Regions from separate parts of the Anser cygnoides genome. Here region 2 is linked to region 1. The links are chromatin contacts, called in public Hi-C maps. All regions are on one chromosome and are shown on one strand. Each heading gives the region's core, a stretch centred on a gene start, on an enhancer-like site or on the middle of the called end of the contact. The rest is flanking DNA. Distances are from core to core; before and after follow the strand shown.

Evidence for each region. Hi-C and Micro-C count contacts between places; a contact is called where the count stands out from the background.
Region 2: a Hi-C map of liver shows a contact between it and region 1, with 18 times the contacts expected there. The contact joins two enhancer-like sites. A contact is called at or near these places in 5 of 7 Hi-C or Micro-C datasets (fetal liver, granulosa cells and liver).

What each region holds. Positions count from the first base shown.
Region 1 is chr1:27,567,587-27,575,324 of Taihu_goose_T2T_genome, forward strand. No RefSeq gene overlaps it. Among named protein-coding and RNA genes, the nearest start is that of CAPZA2, 15 kb to the left of the region's middle. Within about 2 kb of position 2,940, at least 1 of the 3 cell types and tissues checked has open chromatin away from gene starts, as enhancers often do. A contact at or near this core is called in liver, where this site is marked.
Region 2 is chr1:27,691,042-27,698,779 of Taihu_goose_T2T_genome, forward strand. The region is part of intron 3 of LOC106042062 (a long non-coding RNA gene); the gene reads right to left. Among named protein-coding and RNA genes, the nearest start is that of MET, 23 kb to the left of the region's middle. Within about 2 kb of position 3,315, at least 1 of the 3 cell types and tissues checked has open chromatin away from gene starts, as enhancers often do. A contact at or near this core is called in liver, where this site is marked.

The DNA of each region.
Region 1 (7,738 bases), core at 1,690-4,189:
AATACATTTGATTCTGGAAAGGGAACAAACTTGTATTCCACATGTGTGTTAACCAGTTCTCTAATTTTCAGAGATCGCACTTACTATTTCTGTGTCTGCTTTAACTCCTGTTGCTGCAGTTATAATGATATCCCTGACTGGTACAGATCATTAGTCTGAAAGAAAGCCTCATATACTTTCTCTCCAGATGGTAAGCTTAGGCTCTTTCAATCTGTGGAAAGTTAGTGCAAATACAGAGCTTTACTTCCTTCCTCAGCAGAAGATTTTGAACTTCTGTTTTCAGTCTCTTATGTTGGATCAGGATATACAGCAAGAAAAAAAAAAAAAGTCTTATCCCTGTTGTGATCACTAGGATGAGATGACAAAGAGGTACAAACAGAGGTGGGATGTCTAAAGGTTTAAGGTAACATCATCTAGCATGATGGAGAGGAGTCTCTATTCTGACTATTCTTTTTCAAATTTTTGTGGCCCTCACATCAAAAGTCATTTTTAGAGAAAAAAGAGAACAGCAAGGAGCCTCTACAGATGTTGAAAGCACAACACAGCAGAAGACAAAGAGCCTTCTTGAAAATTTAATGTGGACGGGTTGGTGGCAGGATGTGAGACTTTCATAACCTATGAAAACCACAGAAGGAATGATAATAGCCGGAGGGGGTGAGACATGGATGGACTGCTGTTCCATGGGCGGCTTGCTGACATAGTGACATGAAAAGCTATTTCTGAACCTAGCTGGATGTATTTGCAGACCTGCCGTAGCCGAGTCCAGCTTCACCATGTGTCCTTGCACAGTGATGGATGCTGGTTTTTGGCCGATCCCTTGTGTCGCTCTTGATGGTTGGACCTATATTTGTTCATTTCTGGCAGCTTTTAGCTCTGCATCGCTGCTTATTTATTTCTTGGCCTTATGTTCCTTTTAGTCACAACCTTTTCTTTCTTTGCTCTGAGTCGCATTAGATTGCTGCTGCCACCATTGTTCCCTGCCTCGTGTGCTTTCCTGCCAGCCAGGAAAGAAAGAAAAGAACGAGGAAAGGGATGGGAAGGTGGGAAGGTGGGGAGGAGAGGGCAACAGATCTGATGCCATTTTCTTTCCTTTGAGCATGTTGGCCCTTACAGTTTCGGGGCAATGCAGCTTGCCTTTGACTGTGGGCTGCATTCCAGGGGAGGATTTTTCAAACGGGCTGTTAGCAAATCCTCTGTCAAGCCATAAAAATCTGTTCCAGCCCTCTTAACTTGGCAAGGCTGGGAATTTGCAGTGTGTGCGCTGGAGGGCCTGGTAGGGTCCCCTGCTGGTGGCCAGCCCTGCAATGGGGCTGCTGCTGCCTGCCCTTGGCTCCAGGTGCAGCGGAGAGGGTAAAATGGGCTAGCTCTGTGGCAGCCCCAGAGGGTTTTGTTTTAATGTTAACATGTATGGGAATTTCTGTTAGCCGAGCAAAGCAAAACAAAAGGAAAACCAAAACAAATAGTGAAGCTGCTTCACTGGGTGTGGGTGGAGCTGTTCCCCTAATGTCAGGGGAGGAACTGATGAGGAAGACAGAGAGGAATTTCAGTCCTGAGTAAACTGCAAAATCTCAGGGATGCCTGCCTGACGTCGGTGCAGCCGACATCTGTGCGCCCAGTGTCATCCGAGACGTGCCTGACGCTGGTTGGTATGGATTAGGGCTTAGTGACACCAGGCTAGGGGTGCAAAAAACCCACAGTGAAATACAACTCCTCAGGGTAGAAAGGAGGCTGAGGCAATTGGCACGGAGATCATAATCTTTCTTTTCCTGCTGCAGGATATACGGTCTTTATTTTAGGCTCTCTTTTGTAGTATAAGGTGATCCGTGTAGGAGCTGACAATGGGCGTACATTAAGGGAGTGCAGAGTGCCAAGTACAATGCCAGATGCACTGAGAGGTCTCCGCAGAGTTTTGGGAAAAGGAAGCCAAGCCAGGGTTCAGTGTTCCTGAAAGGGAGCAGTTTCTAATAATAGGAGACATTGAATCAGCCAGAGAAATGGTGTGTCTTAAACGAAGCGTAAAATCGGGCGACAACAAAATTTGAGAGCAGTGCCCTGAAATTGTTACTTCTGCGAGGACTCCTCTCGGGGGCTCTGATCTAGGTAAATGGATTTAGAAGGAAGTCCTCCACACTTTGTCAGTGACACACGGACAAAAACCAAAGAGTTAGTGCCTTACATTTTTCTGATATAAAACAATTAGTATCCATTAGCAAGGGGTATATTTAGCAGATCCTAAACGGACGCTACACTGCAGAAAATAAAATGGTGCTTTTTCTGCTTTCAGTCTTTGCTCATTGGTATGTACACATACACGTCTAATAAAAGATCATGAAGGATATCCAGAGATTCTTATCCAATCTATTTCAGAGTGTATTACAGAGATACCATCTAAAGACAACACAGACACGTTCCAGCAAACTTACTTTGAAGCACAGCAGCCTAGAAGCCTGAGAGCTATTGCCAATGTAAAACTTTTATTGATTTCAGTTAATTCGCAGCAACAGTACTAATCAAATAGATTTAGCTTTATAGTTTTATTAATTACCAAAATGTAAATATGATGTTAGACTTCCTTCTTCTGGAAGCCGTGTATTCTCCAGTGGCAAGCCTTGGGACTTCAGGCATACCGAGCACGATAGTGATTTATCAGCCCTTTTTAGTTAGCATCGGGAAACACGAAATAAGAAATGATCTGTGCGAAATAAGGAATGATCTTCATGAGCCGAGCGATGCACTAGATGGCACTGTTGGTTTGAGTTTTACCACAGCCGCCTTCTTCTGGGGAACTTGTCTTAATTAGCTTCCTTTTGAAAACAAACATGCTGTTCCAACAGAGGGTCAGTGTACATTGTTCTGGGCTGCTGCTTTTATGTTTATAGTCATGTAATCAATATGTTGTAAGGGTAATTAATTTTTAACTTCAAGCCAATTGTAGATCAAATGCCAGTAGAGTTGCTGGGTGGAGACAGTTTAATTTCTTTTGAAGCAATGATACTGATTAGCTGCAAAGGGTTCGCAGTGAGTTGCTAGAGATCCAGAAGACCTTCTGCTTTGAAACTCTGGTGCTAACTTTAAAGTAACATTATTACTGTGATACAGATTAATGAGTTGTGGCATAATTCTGATACAGTTCCTCTCATGTACTCGCTATAGTTTGTCCTGCCAATTCCTATTTCAAAGCAGCTTTATTTGCTTTGACTATTCTGTTCCTATCAAAGGCATGGCACAAAGTTAACACTAAACTGATCAAACTCACTTTCTGCTTTTCATCTCTTTTCTCTTGTTATCTGCCTTCCGGGACTCTAGAGGGCCCACGGCTAAAGATGAGATTGTGACCCTCCGTACAACAGGGTACAGGATCCTGCAAGAAGCCGGGGCATTCTCCAATCTCTCTAGGCCATGTACGTGGGTCGCACTGCCAGGCAGGTGTCCTGTCCTCCCTTCCCCTTCCCCTTCCCCTTCCCCTTCCCCTTCCCCTTCCCCTTCCCCTTCCCCTTCCCCTTCCCCTTCCCCTTCCCCTTCCCCTTCCCCTTCCCCTTCCCCTTCCCCTTCCCCTTCCCCTTCCCCTTCCCCTTCCCCTTCCCCTTCCCCTTCCCCTTCCCCTTCCCCTTCCCCTTCCCCTTCCCCTTCCCCTTCCCCTTCCCCTTCCCCTTCCCCTTCCCCTTCCCCTTCCCCTTCCCCTTCCCCGTGGTCTGGCCACCCCTCACAGTCCATACTTTGAGATATTTGCTGCCCCTACTGCCAGTGCTTTCAGCCATCCCCTTGATGCTTCCTTGTCTGTGAGCTGACCTGTCTTGATCATATTTTCATCCCTTCTCGCTCTTTCATCTTCTTCCTTGCCTCTGTTCTTCAACATTCAAACAAATTAGAGTCTCAACACTCGGCTCTCCATCTCCTGTCATATTACTTTAATATCTTCTTCCTGCTCCTTATTTTTTAACAATCAATAAATGGGCCATTTTCATGGATAGGTTATTGATCACTTCTCCGGTTGTCTGGATTCTTTCTGATCCAGTGTCTGTGTTTTCCATTACATTAAAATTTCACTAGAGGCTCTGGCTATCCATTCTCGGGCAAGTCTCAGGGCCTCTCTGCTCTCCTCATCTTCCTTGATCTCTTGGCCGACTTCTGAGACTTTGATCATTTAATTGGATCTCATGCCAAGTAAAACCACAAGCACCGGTTTAATCTCAAAATTAAACTTTTGTTTAGTCTAACATTAAAATATAAGGTCAATTTCAAAACAAAAATATTTCACTTTCTCTGAAAAAAATCCAACCTTTCATACTTTTGGGCTCAAACTGTTAATTGAATTCAGTCTGAACAACAATTTCTCTCCTTTTGAGTCATACTTTTGAGTAAAACTGACCAGTTAATGGGACTGTGTTACTGAGCTGAGCTGCAAACGTCTCTAATTTCTGCTGGAGCCAAGAATAGCCCTCGGTATAGATGGGTATGGCCATCAGCTATTGAGACTTGTCAGATTTTTAACCTTTTCAGGAAGACAAAACATCATAAGTCGGATAATGATCAGCAGAGTTTAAGATCCAACTATTACATTTTTTTATAACAGATGACTCTTGTGGCTGTTAGAGGCAAGACTGCAGCTATTGCAGCAGACCGTTCTGTAGACTGTAATCTACATTTGTTTGCAAAATATTAGATAAAGATCATGAAATTTATTCTAGTTTTGAGACAAACTAGAGATGGATATTTGCAGCATACAGAAAGATTGAAAACCCAATTATTACAACCACAAGAACTGAAAAGAAAAATCCATGCTGTCTTTCTGCCTGCCTGTTCTGCAGGAAGCATTTTTTCCATGCCCTTAGTCACAGTGCTTCGGAGTAGGGTTGCAATGTGCACTTGCCAAAATTGGCTGTTTTGGGAGGCGGTGGGGTGGGACAGCAGCGTGTAGCAGTGTATTTACAGTAGAGGGAGCTGATGTTCAATGAGTGCATGCATGAGTATTCACTGCAGTATGGCTCCTTATCAGTCTGCAAGCACTACAGAAGAAATATTTCACCCTTTTGGGGGGATCTTTCTGCATCCCTCACCCACTGGGTCCTGTCACAGCTGATCTCTCCAGCAGCGAGAGTGGCCTCAGGGAGCACTTGTCTGAAAAAGTCTTCTTCTGGGGCCAAGGGACATCTTCCCATGTCAGGTGTGACATGAGGGAGACTGGATGTAGTGTGTAAATAATATTTCAAACATTGAGCCTAGCACACCTCCTACCGAAGGCTGATGTTTCCACCTTTCTAAATATAACTTCCTGCTACACTGCAGACAGCATCTCCTTTGTATTCCTAGCTTTCCTGTGCTCCCTGCCCTTGGCCTGGGCTCTGTCTGACACATCTCACAAATGAGTGCTCAAGAAATTCGTTGATTTACAGCCCTCTTTTTGCAAGCCAGAGATCTCTAGTTCCCTGGAACCGGCTGGTTGAATTATGCAAGTTATTCAAAGATAATTAAAAGAGACACAGCACATGTGAAACAACAGAATACATATGCACTCAAAAACATGGAGAGTTGTAATTCCTTTAAGTGAGTTCCTTTGGATAATGCAGGATAATGGGCTGAAGGACTGGGGCTCCAGCTACATGAGCTCCTGCCCCTGGCTTTGCCGTCACTCTCTTTGGAGAAAGCTGTCCTCCCGGTGAGGCAGCTTTCCTGCCTGCCACGGTTCACCTAAGGTAAGCACAAAGGAATTAGCTGGGGAAGGGACGTTGTTCCGAGACAAACATAAGATATATACTTTAAAAAATGAAAAATAAAGGACTCAGAGGATTACTGACCCATCTATCTTGTATATCCTGAAAGATCCTCAAACAAGTTATAAATTTGCCATGCTAGCACGTAGTGCCACAGTTCTCAATCTGCATGTGTTTGTGGACAAAACCTCCAAGCAAGCCAAGTGCTGTAGTGCCTTGATTGTCAAGACAACTTGGATTATCTCACTGCTCGTTTCCTTTAGCCATGAGCAACAGAGCTGCTGGCCTGATCACTTTATAAAGCAGTAAGAAGTTTTGAGAGTACCGAGTTCATCCCTGGCACCACTCTTAAGAAATGTGGACAAACTGGGAAGATCCAACAAGAAGAAAGTTAACGTGTTTAGAAAATACGTTATATGAGTAAAAGTTGAAGAAAATCTTTTAGCCTAGAGAAGACTAAGAAGGGAATTCTTGAAAGGTTAAAAGTTTTCTGTAAGTAAAATGGCAGTTATTTTTTTGCTGTGCAGACAGAGTTGGGGCAAACAAAAGGGGCGTGGGTCTTGGCACCAAGGAAAATCTGGAAAAGCTGTCCAAGGAGTACTTTAGCAATAGTGAACACATAATGAAGCCTTGAAGTCCTTGTAGCTTGGGCAGTTTTTTATTTTGTTATTTAAAGAAAACCTGTTAGACAAACATTTGGCAAGGCAGGTTAGGTGTGTTCATCATGTCTTGGTGGTGTGGGATAGACCAAATGATTTCCTGACATTTTCTCCAGCCTTATATTTCTGTTGGAGTCCTTTGAAATGTATTAATGAAGAGAAATATCTCCCCAGGCTTGGTAGTATTATTTATTATACTTAGTATGAATAATAATTTCCTTACAAAGGAAAGCTCATATCTCCAAAACTGATTCTTTCTGCTCATTTTCTGGTCAGCTTTCCTCCTCGGGTCTTGGCGTTAGTCATTATTGTAGCAGGAGAAAATTATGATTAGCTGTTTAAGCAAAGGAGTATTTGATTAGAAGCATCAAAAAAGGAAACAAGGAGGCCTTTATGATGACATTTCTGTTAGGGAATTCTCACAATTGTACGGTGTTTCATAATCGTGGATAAATTTGGTGTTAATTTCCTTAACGAGCCTTTCTCAGAGTGATTGATTTTTGAGCTGTATGCCATTGTCCTTGTTACTGGATAATACCTTCATGTTGGACAATATACTGATGTTATCCCAGCTGATCACAGCGGTAGGATGGATTTGCCTCTTTAAACAGCCTCTTATCAGCTTTCCCTTGTCTTGAAATATAAATTATTGTAGACTGAGGGACATCTCCCGTATTCTCTAGCGTGGCTTTGCTCTGTGAGAAGATGCACTATGTATTCAATCTGTATCTGAAGAAAACCCAGTCCACAACATAAGCATCTCAAGTTTTGGATACCTTTCACGTACATGAGAAAACACAACACTGGCATTGCAAAACACAGATAAACCACAGCAGCAGTGCACCTCATTCAGATACCCTATATCTGGCTGACACAGCCACCTCTCGGCAATGCTTTAGCACTAAGTGGAAGTTCCCTGGAGACTCTATAAGTCTACCACTTCATGCTTAGGTAGCCGGGATTTGCAATACGTCTGGGAAGTGAAAAAACACTGGGAAGCATTTCAGATCTTGAAGGAACTGACCGCTCCAAACAGATGGCTTCTTTCCAGAGAAAGCTCTTCCAGCTTTCAGAAATGCTGCTCATAAAACCTGACCTAGCTGTTAGGGGTAGAATATAACTAAGTAACGGGGGGTGGAGAGGAGTGATATTAAACTTTTGTAGAAAAGAGCATTGGAAACCTTAAGCAGTAAAATCCTTTGATCTCATTGTGGTCTCTAATTCCTCTATTGCAATTGAATGTATGAATGTTGGATAAAATTTCTGTGTTCTCATTCAGTTGGTAAAGGAAGGGTTTTTTTTTTCAGTTTTCACTGAAATGAGAACTTGATAGGCTGAACTCTGTCTGAAAAAAATGCTTATGTATGT
Region 2 (7,738 bases), core at 2,065-4,564, 120 kb after region 1:
ATCAGGGTCTCCCGGGGAACACCGGGCGATATCCAGCAAGCTGCCCCTCGTTGCCACCAGCCGGGGGCTGAGGCTGCTGTTGCACTTCTGCAGAACAATGGGCTGAGCCGTATTTCACTGTCAGAGCGGTGACAAATGTTGGCCTGCCGAGACTCCTCGACGTATGTAACTTGGCTGGCGATCAATGGCAAAGGTCACGAGTTGTCGTCTTGCATCTCCAAGCTCAGTGAGACGGTTTTGTGCCGTGTTAGTCGCTGTGTATTAAGTTTCAGCAAAGAGAGGGCAGTGGAGGAGGAAAGAGATCCTTATCTGGAGTTAGGTGATGTTAAATGTTCTGAATAATTAGATAAGATTGTGTGTGTCAAACTCCGTAAAAAAACAGGCTGTGTTTTCTGATAAGAAGTCTCTGGTTCCCTCTGCCTCCCTGCCCTCCAGGACATGCATGCATGCGTGCACAAACCAGCACATTTTAAGTACTTTCAGGGCTCATTAAGCAAGCTGGGCTGATAGCTGTAGCAAATGTCATTCTTTCTCAATGGAGCAATGAATCTGTGTTCTGCACATTTTTGGAAGTCTCAAAAAGTAGCCAAAGTAGGTGAAAATTCACTTTCCATGGCTGATCCTTTTATTTTCAATGTGCTTTTAGAGTCTGACCGAGCACACACTGCCTGGGAAGAAGCCCAGAGGTTACACCACAGTGTCTACCGCTGCAGCTCAGTTTGTTTTCAAAGCTCCTATTGAATTTCCAAAGAGGTGTGCAGGTCTTACCAGGAATAGGCGTGTGAGGATGCACACAATGTGCTTCTGGCTCCATCTGAAAGGAGCCTGGACCAAATCTGAGCCATGCAAAGACGTGATTGCTCAGGGGTCTCCCCATGGACTCCAGCTCCTTCCGAGGCTGGAGCAGAAGCCAAGGGGATGACTGGCCTTACCCCTTCCACCCCAAGCCAAGTCCACCCTCACTTAAGCTTCTCCTAAACAAAGTGACATTTTTAACATTTATTTTCCATATCCTTTCACTTCCCTGGCTGCTGTCACACCACTGTTATTAATTTGGGATCTATGGTAGTTTATCAGGCAGAATGGCTGTAAGGTCTATGCAGCAAACATATGACAGAGGTGGAAACACCAGGGAAATCACAGGAAGATCATTAACTTGAAGAATGTTTAAAGACAGTACCACCACTTATGAGCTCTGTCAGCCTTGGAGAACTGCAGCTTGTTTTTTTAAAATTCATTACAGCCCAGTAAATCTGGTGCCAGTAGAATCTAGCAAGTATATTTAGGGGAGGACTTGCAATTCCTCTTTCTGGACAGACACCTTCTATAGCTGAATAGAAGGATTGTCTTCTGCTCCCCACTCCCTGCAGAGGGACACTGGGGAGCATCAGTCCCCATCTGCAGATGGCACAGGAGCTGCTGCGTGGAGTGAAAACCTGAGTGAGCATCCTTCTTACACGCTGTGGGCACCAGGTCTAAGCAGGGAGGCTCTATACCCCTTGCCAGCAGATGTGTTTGCTGACAGCTCCCAGCTGTGATGGGGTGACGGCATCTCTCCTGTGGTCTCATGGCAGTTTTCTCCTCACGCATCCACTCAGCAGTTGTTTTTCTTGCTCAGGTCCCTGATGACTACAGAGCAAGGTGGAACGTAGGGTGGTGGGGCTGTGGGGATCCCGGGGGGGGTGACGGTGTGCTTCTTGTGGTTGGTGCTACCCCACACAGACCTCCCCGTGTCCCTGCAGGGGTGCTCCTGTGGCTGGTCCAGGGCTGGTTGTGGTACATGATGAGAGGGCTACACTCAACCAAAAACTGTTGAAGAAGGGAAAAAATGAGAGCACCCACCCAGATTCCCTTCCACATCTGCTTTTCCAGTGCAAATACCTTCTGAGCGCAAATACATCAATGCTAGGCACGACAGCATTAGTCACTCGTTGCCCTCCTTCAAGCTCATGCTTGTCTGTGAGTCACCGAGCTATGGGCTGGAGAGCCACGTATGCGGGGCAAGCCCCGCGCTCAGGGGAGGGAGCTGGTGCACAAGGCCGAGGGCAGGGCACGGCTCCGCGGGGTGCCGCAGAAAGGCCGCGAGGTCCTGGGTGTGCTGAGGCTGGTGGTGCTTCTGTGAGCACGCTGCTGAGAGATGCTGAGCCCAAACAGCAGCGGCTCTTGCTCCTGGTGTTTACGCTCAGTACCGAGGTACCCTTGAGGAAATAAATATCGTTTGGAAGGCATCTATACACACACGACCAGAGCTGCAGCAGGGGCCGGGAAGGGGTGCACGCTCCCACTCCCAGCAAAGCCAGCGCCTGCAGCCTTGCCTGAGGCCAGCTGAAAATAAAAAGAAAGATAATACTCTTGAAACCGGGGCTGTAATTACTATTTATTTCAACAGCAATTTGCCTTATTATGGTGCGCGGCATTTGTTACCTGGGCAACAGCTTTCTGTAGAGGCCTGGCTCAAATTAAAGTAAATCGGGCAAGATCTGAAGTCGATATCACTATTGTATTTTAAAACCAAAAGACGAGGGAGTCAGCAATTTCACCTAAGTGTTGTATTTATTATGGTTGTCATAGGTAGATGCAAGGAGCCGTGACAGCCTGTGTCCAACTAATATTTCTCCGTGCTGTGCCTGGCTGATCTGCTCCATGCGCGTTTGCAAATAAAGTGAATTTTCCAGAACTCTGCTCTTCCCTGAGGAGGTAAGGGCGTGCACGGCTGAGTGACATGCAGCACACTGCTTCAGAGGCGTGCAGGAGAATGGCTACCTAAGTGCCTAGCCTGCTCTTTCAGCCGCACGCCCTTGCCCAGGCCTGGCCTCCTGTGAAAGGAGCCTGAATCTAACAGATCTTCTTAGGTCTAAGGCAGACTGAATATAAAAAGATAGAACTAAGCACTATAAACTATTAGTATATTATCATCTTCATAATTTCTGCTTAAAAAATTCAACTCAGCAAACACCAGAGGGCTTAGAAATGAATTATTGGTAATTTTAACCTCTTTTTTTCCCACCTTTTCTCATTTCCTTTTTTTTTTCCCTTTGTTTGTTTCTTTAAGTACAGAACTTCTGTTAGAACATCTGTCTCGAAAGCTTGAAAAAGCCTAGAAAAAGTAATAGGAAGTTTAGTGAATGGCAATGTTGTAAGGCTCACATATCCCCCTGTTAGACAGCTCTGCAACTGTAATCCTTTAATGGGGGACTTTTCCTGCAGATTTTTGACCTATTATGCAGATTTGACCAGCTATTAGAGGCTTTCCTCTTTGGATCAAGCTTCTACTCTTGGCAAGCCACTGTCTCTGTTATCTGACCCTTCCTTGAGGCACCCGGTCAGCCTTTCCCCGTCCCAGGGCTGCTGACACATTCAGTCTGTCATGGCAATGACAGACAGACTCCCAGCTGTTTTGTCCATTTGTCCATCCCCGCCGCCTGTCTGTCCGCAGCCCTCTGCAGACGGCAGTGCTCCGGCAGGGTGCCAGCCGGTGGGGCCAGATCCAGCTCGGTGTGCTTGCCCTCGGGGTGCTCACCCACCTTCTGCTACTAGGTGCTGTGTCATTTCGTGCCATCCTCACATACTCTCTGAGAGTGCTGAAAAGAAGGTCCTGAATGTTACAGCCCTTGGGTAGCAAATATTTTGTAGGAAAATCTTCATTAAGATACTTCGATATGACCCTAAGCTAGTGCCTGCTTTCTGAGAGCCTTTACGAGTTCACAGCTGCCAATAAACTGATGGCAGTAAACAACCACAGCTGCCTGGTGTTAAGGAACAAGAGCTTTTTAATGACCTTAAACTACTTCGATTGGCTGTCCTTCACTCATTTGGGTTTTCAAACACGTGCTTTGGGGAGCCGCTTCAGTTCAGAAAATGTCTGACACCTTCCTTGCTAACATGCACCTTGTCTGTGATTCAGTGCTCGCTGATAACAGCGGCAATCAGATGTAGGAAGGGCTGTTCCATCATAATGCAGATAGAGAAGGAGGTATGCACGTTGAATCATTTGCTTGATGGCGAAGGAAAGGAGTTCTGGCAAAAATAAACATTTATTAGTTGCTGAGATTCCCCTGAACCCCTCCTGGTTTCCTACTTCACCAGGTCTTAGGGAGGTGCAGTGTTTTGGAGGTAACAGGTTTTGGACGAGGTGTTATCACTGGCATCTATGGCTGTTAATGATTAGCAAAGGTCCCCTGGTTCTTTTTTTCCGAGAAGATCCTGGATGTGCCCCAATCTCATAACATGCAAATTCCGCACTTTGGTTTTAATAAGCCATTGAACTGTGTTTGCCACTGGACTGTTGTTTTTGGAGCTGCTCGGAAATAATTTTTCTTAATGAAAATTCTGCTTTATGATGAAAAATGAAGCTCATGTTTTCAATTGAAAATGGTTTTGTTTTGATACCTCAAGTGTCTCATGAGAGCAATAGTCTGCACGCTTCACGCTCCAAAATCTTCAGTTGTGTGGGCTTCTTAAACAAACCGCTCCTCCCTTGGTGGTTTTTTCCCTGTTACTGACCTGCTGCAGGACTCATTATATGATATCTAGCCCAGCTAGAAAACCTGGCCAACAGAGGGGACTGGAGACAGCTAAAGCTTTCATGAACCACCACAGGGACAATCTTGAACTGTTTTGTGTTTGTTTTTTTTAAGGAAAAAAATAAAAAATAAAAAGATGATTTAGATTTCTGGTAATCTGCTTTAAGGAAAAAAAAAAACATAATTAGATTTCTGGTAATCTGCTTTTTGAAAAACATGAAATGTTGTCCGGTAAATGGCCAGTTCTCACAAAAAAAAAAGAAAAAAAAAACTGTCAGAAACCAGTATAATAAGAAGAGTTTGCATATCATTAACCAGTCTCCCCTTTCAAGGAGCTATGCTAATTCTGTCAGAGAGCTGGTCGGTGCTGCAGTAGAAGAATGGTTTTGTTTTAAACTTATGCTTATGACATTATAAATGACTGCACTTGAGATATGCATATACAAAGTGCTGAGCACAATGGAAATTGAAAAACATGAACTGACCACCTGCTTCTGTGTGCTCAGACTCTCCTGTTGTGTAGTTAACCTGCAGGATACTTTATTGCCTGAAACTACTGAGCATTACACACTATCCACAGTTGCTTTCAAACAACTTCAGACTGATTTTTCCAAGGTATTGGGACCCAAAGGTATTGCATAGGATGGTTTTTTTTCTTAACTCCTTGGGTACTATTTTGTTAGAGCTCAGTCTGACTGCTTCTTGAATGTTATCTATTTTTCTGCCTCTGTTCTTGTTCATGTGATATGTTGTTAGATTATTGTTTAAATAAATAAATAAGTAAATATATTAACTCATAGCCTGCAGCGTTGCTCCAGTTGCCCTGCGGCAGCAGCAGGTTCTAGCATTGCATTTCCAGTTACCTTCCTCTCCCACGTTCAGCCTGCTCTTCAGATCACTCATGCCGCTGTTTGCCCAAGTGGGACTCTCTCATGCTTTTGAACTCTTTAGCCTAACTCTCTGATTTCCTTGAGTTCGTCTCTGATTATTTTTTTTATTTTTTTATTTTTTTTTCAGTCAGCTACCTAAGCTAGCAAGAATGGGGAGAGAAATGAAAACGGGGAGAAATTTCCTTCTCTCCACACTGTGAATTTAAAATGTGTTGAGGTACACTATGCTCAGTTCCAGTTTTGCTTCCTTGATAAGAATCAATGATTTTCCACCTATAACAAAATGATTGTCTGGGCCTTGTGTCATAGTCTGAAATGCTTTATGCATTTATGATCTCCGTTAAACTTGTGTTTTCCATCTCAGCTGAGTTGCTTGGTGAGGTATTCTCACTTCCTAACGTCCCTGTGCTCACTTCTATCTGACCCCCTTTTTAAAAAAACCCAGTGGCAAAAGAAGAGTTCTTTGGTTAGTGGAAGCCAAGAGTTTGCAGCTTTGCAAAGTTTTGGGTCAAGTAAAGAGTGATCAATGGGGTTTAGGGATGTTGCCTGACTTTGTCCTAAAAACAAGCCATTGTGTCTTCCAGGATACCTCATATATCTTTTGTCTCTCCCTTCTGCTCCCGTGAGACTGATGGAGCAGACAACACTCACTGACTGATTCTTTTGATGTCAACGGGATGAAAGCCATGGCTAAATTGGGCTATGGGCTTTCAAGATGACTTGGAGCATTATTTTCTGATTGCATTAATAAAGCTATTGTAGGAAATCTACAGCTGCCAGGATAATTTGAATACAACAATCGTCTTTCTCATAGTGGTATTATGTAATTATATTGTGCCCAGGAAAAAATAACCTTCTCATGCCTTCAGGATATTTCTGGAGGCTGCTCATCTACAGTATTCATTTTGATTGCTATTCTGATAGGTAAACTAACAGGTTCACCTATCATGAAGGCAGTCTGTCTTCCTTTGTTACACATGACTATATCATGTAAGATCTCCCTTTGAATTAAAGAGCTAGAATTGGCTGACTGAAGATAAACAAACTGGCAGTCCTACTCTGAAAAGTGAGAATAGAAACTGCGGTGTTAGCTCCTACACTTGCTAACCCTTCATGATGTGATCAAATCTCAAGTTCAAAGATGCAATTTGCTTTAAAAACCTAGATGACTTTCATCAGCGTGGACAAGTCAGCTTTTTCCTGGATCCTGCATGGGTTCTGCATTTGTGAGCTGACGGACAGCGGTGCAGCTGCTGGGCTGCCAGCAGCAGGTGCAGTTATGTGTCTCTGAAGGTGCCTTGGTGGTTCTGCACGTGGTTCCACACGGAGTAAAAAGTAATAAATGTATAGTGGGGCTAGAAAATAAGCACGTGTCCAACTACTTAAAGGACCATGACATCTTCTGAAAAAAAAAAATCCCAACCAAAAACCAAACAAACATATTTACTGTACAGACTTGGAGAGAACAGATGAACCTTTTGGGTGGTGTTCATTTATTAGGGTATTCTGTCCCACATAGACAAGAATGTAGATTTTTGCTTCCCAGAGAAGAGGACTGCAGTGACTACAAACCTCTAAGTATTTTACATGTTCATTTCATTATCTCAAACAATTACCTAAAGCTCCTCGAAGATTAAAATTAATCAATTTATGTTTAATTGAACTGTGTTTTAAAAATCACATCATGAATATTTGCTCCTTAGGTAGATTTAAAAATAACCAGAAAAACATAACTACTGAGACTATAATTGAATAGTATTTACCTTTTTAATCACTTGCTGCTTATGTTCTCAGCTTAGCATCTGTATCTGAATATTCAACAAAACTTCGACAAGGTTTGCTTACTAGACCCCTACTGTAGTGTCCAAAATGTCAATTAGTTCTCACTTTTAGCTGCTAGTAATCCTGTCAGTATTCAGTATTTAGTATGCTGAATCTGTGATAGAAATATCCCTGCTCAGGGAAGAGTCTTTGACTTCTGTACAATATTAAATAACTAATGTTGTGACTATCCTTCAGAAATGTCACCACTCCTGCTTGTCAAACAACGCTTCAGCATTTTTGCAGACTGGCCGATAGCAACACAGCTTGTTAGCTCCACTTAAATAGTGTCTCTGAAAACATAATTTATGGATTGGAAGAGACTGAAAATCCTCATCAGGATGGTTTTGCAAACCACTGAGCAATCTGCCTGCTGATATGCGTGTGGAGCAGTCAGCAGGGCCGTGGGGCCATGCAGAAGAGCCCCATGCGGGTCCCGTGCCGCAGCCCCACCACCATCCCCGCCGTGAGCAGCAGTGCTCAGACAAGCTGCTCCTCAGGGAG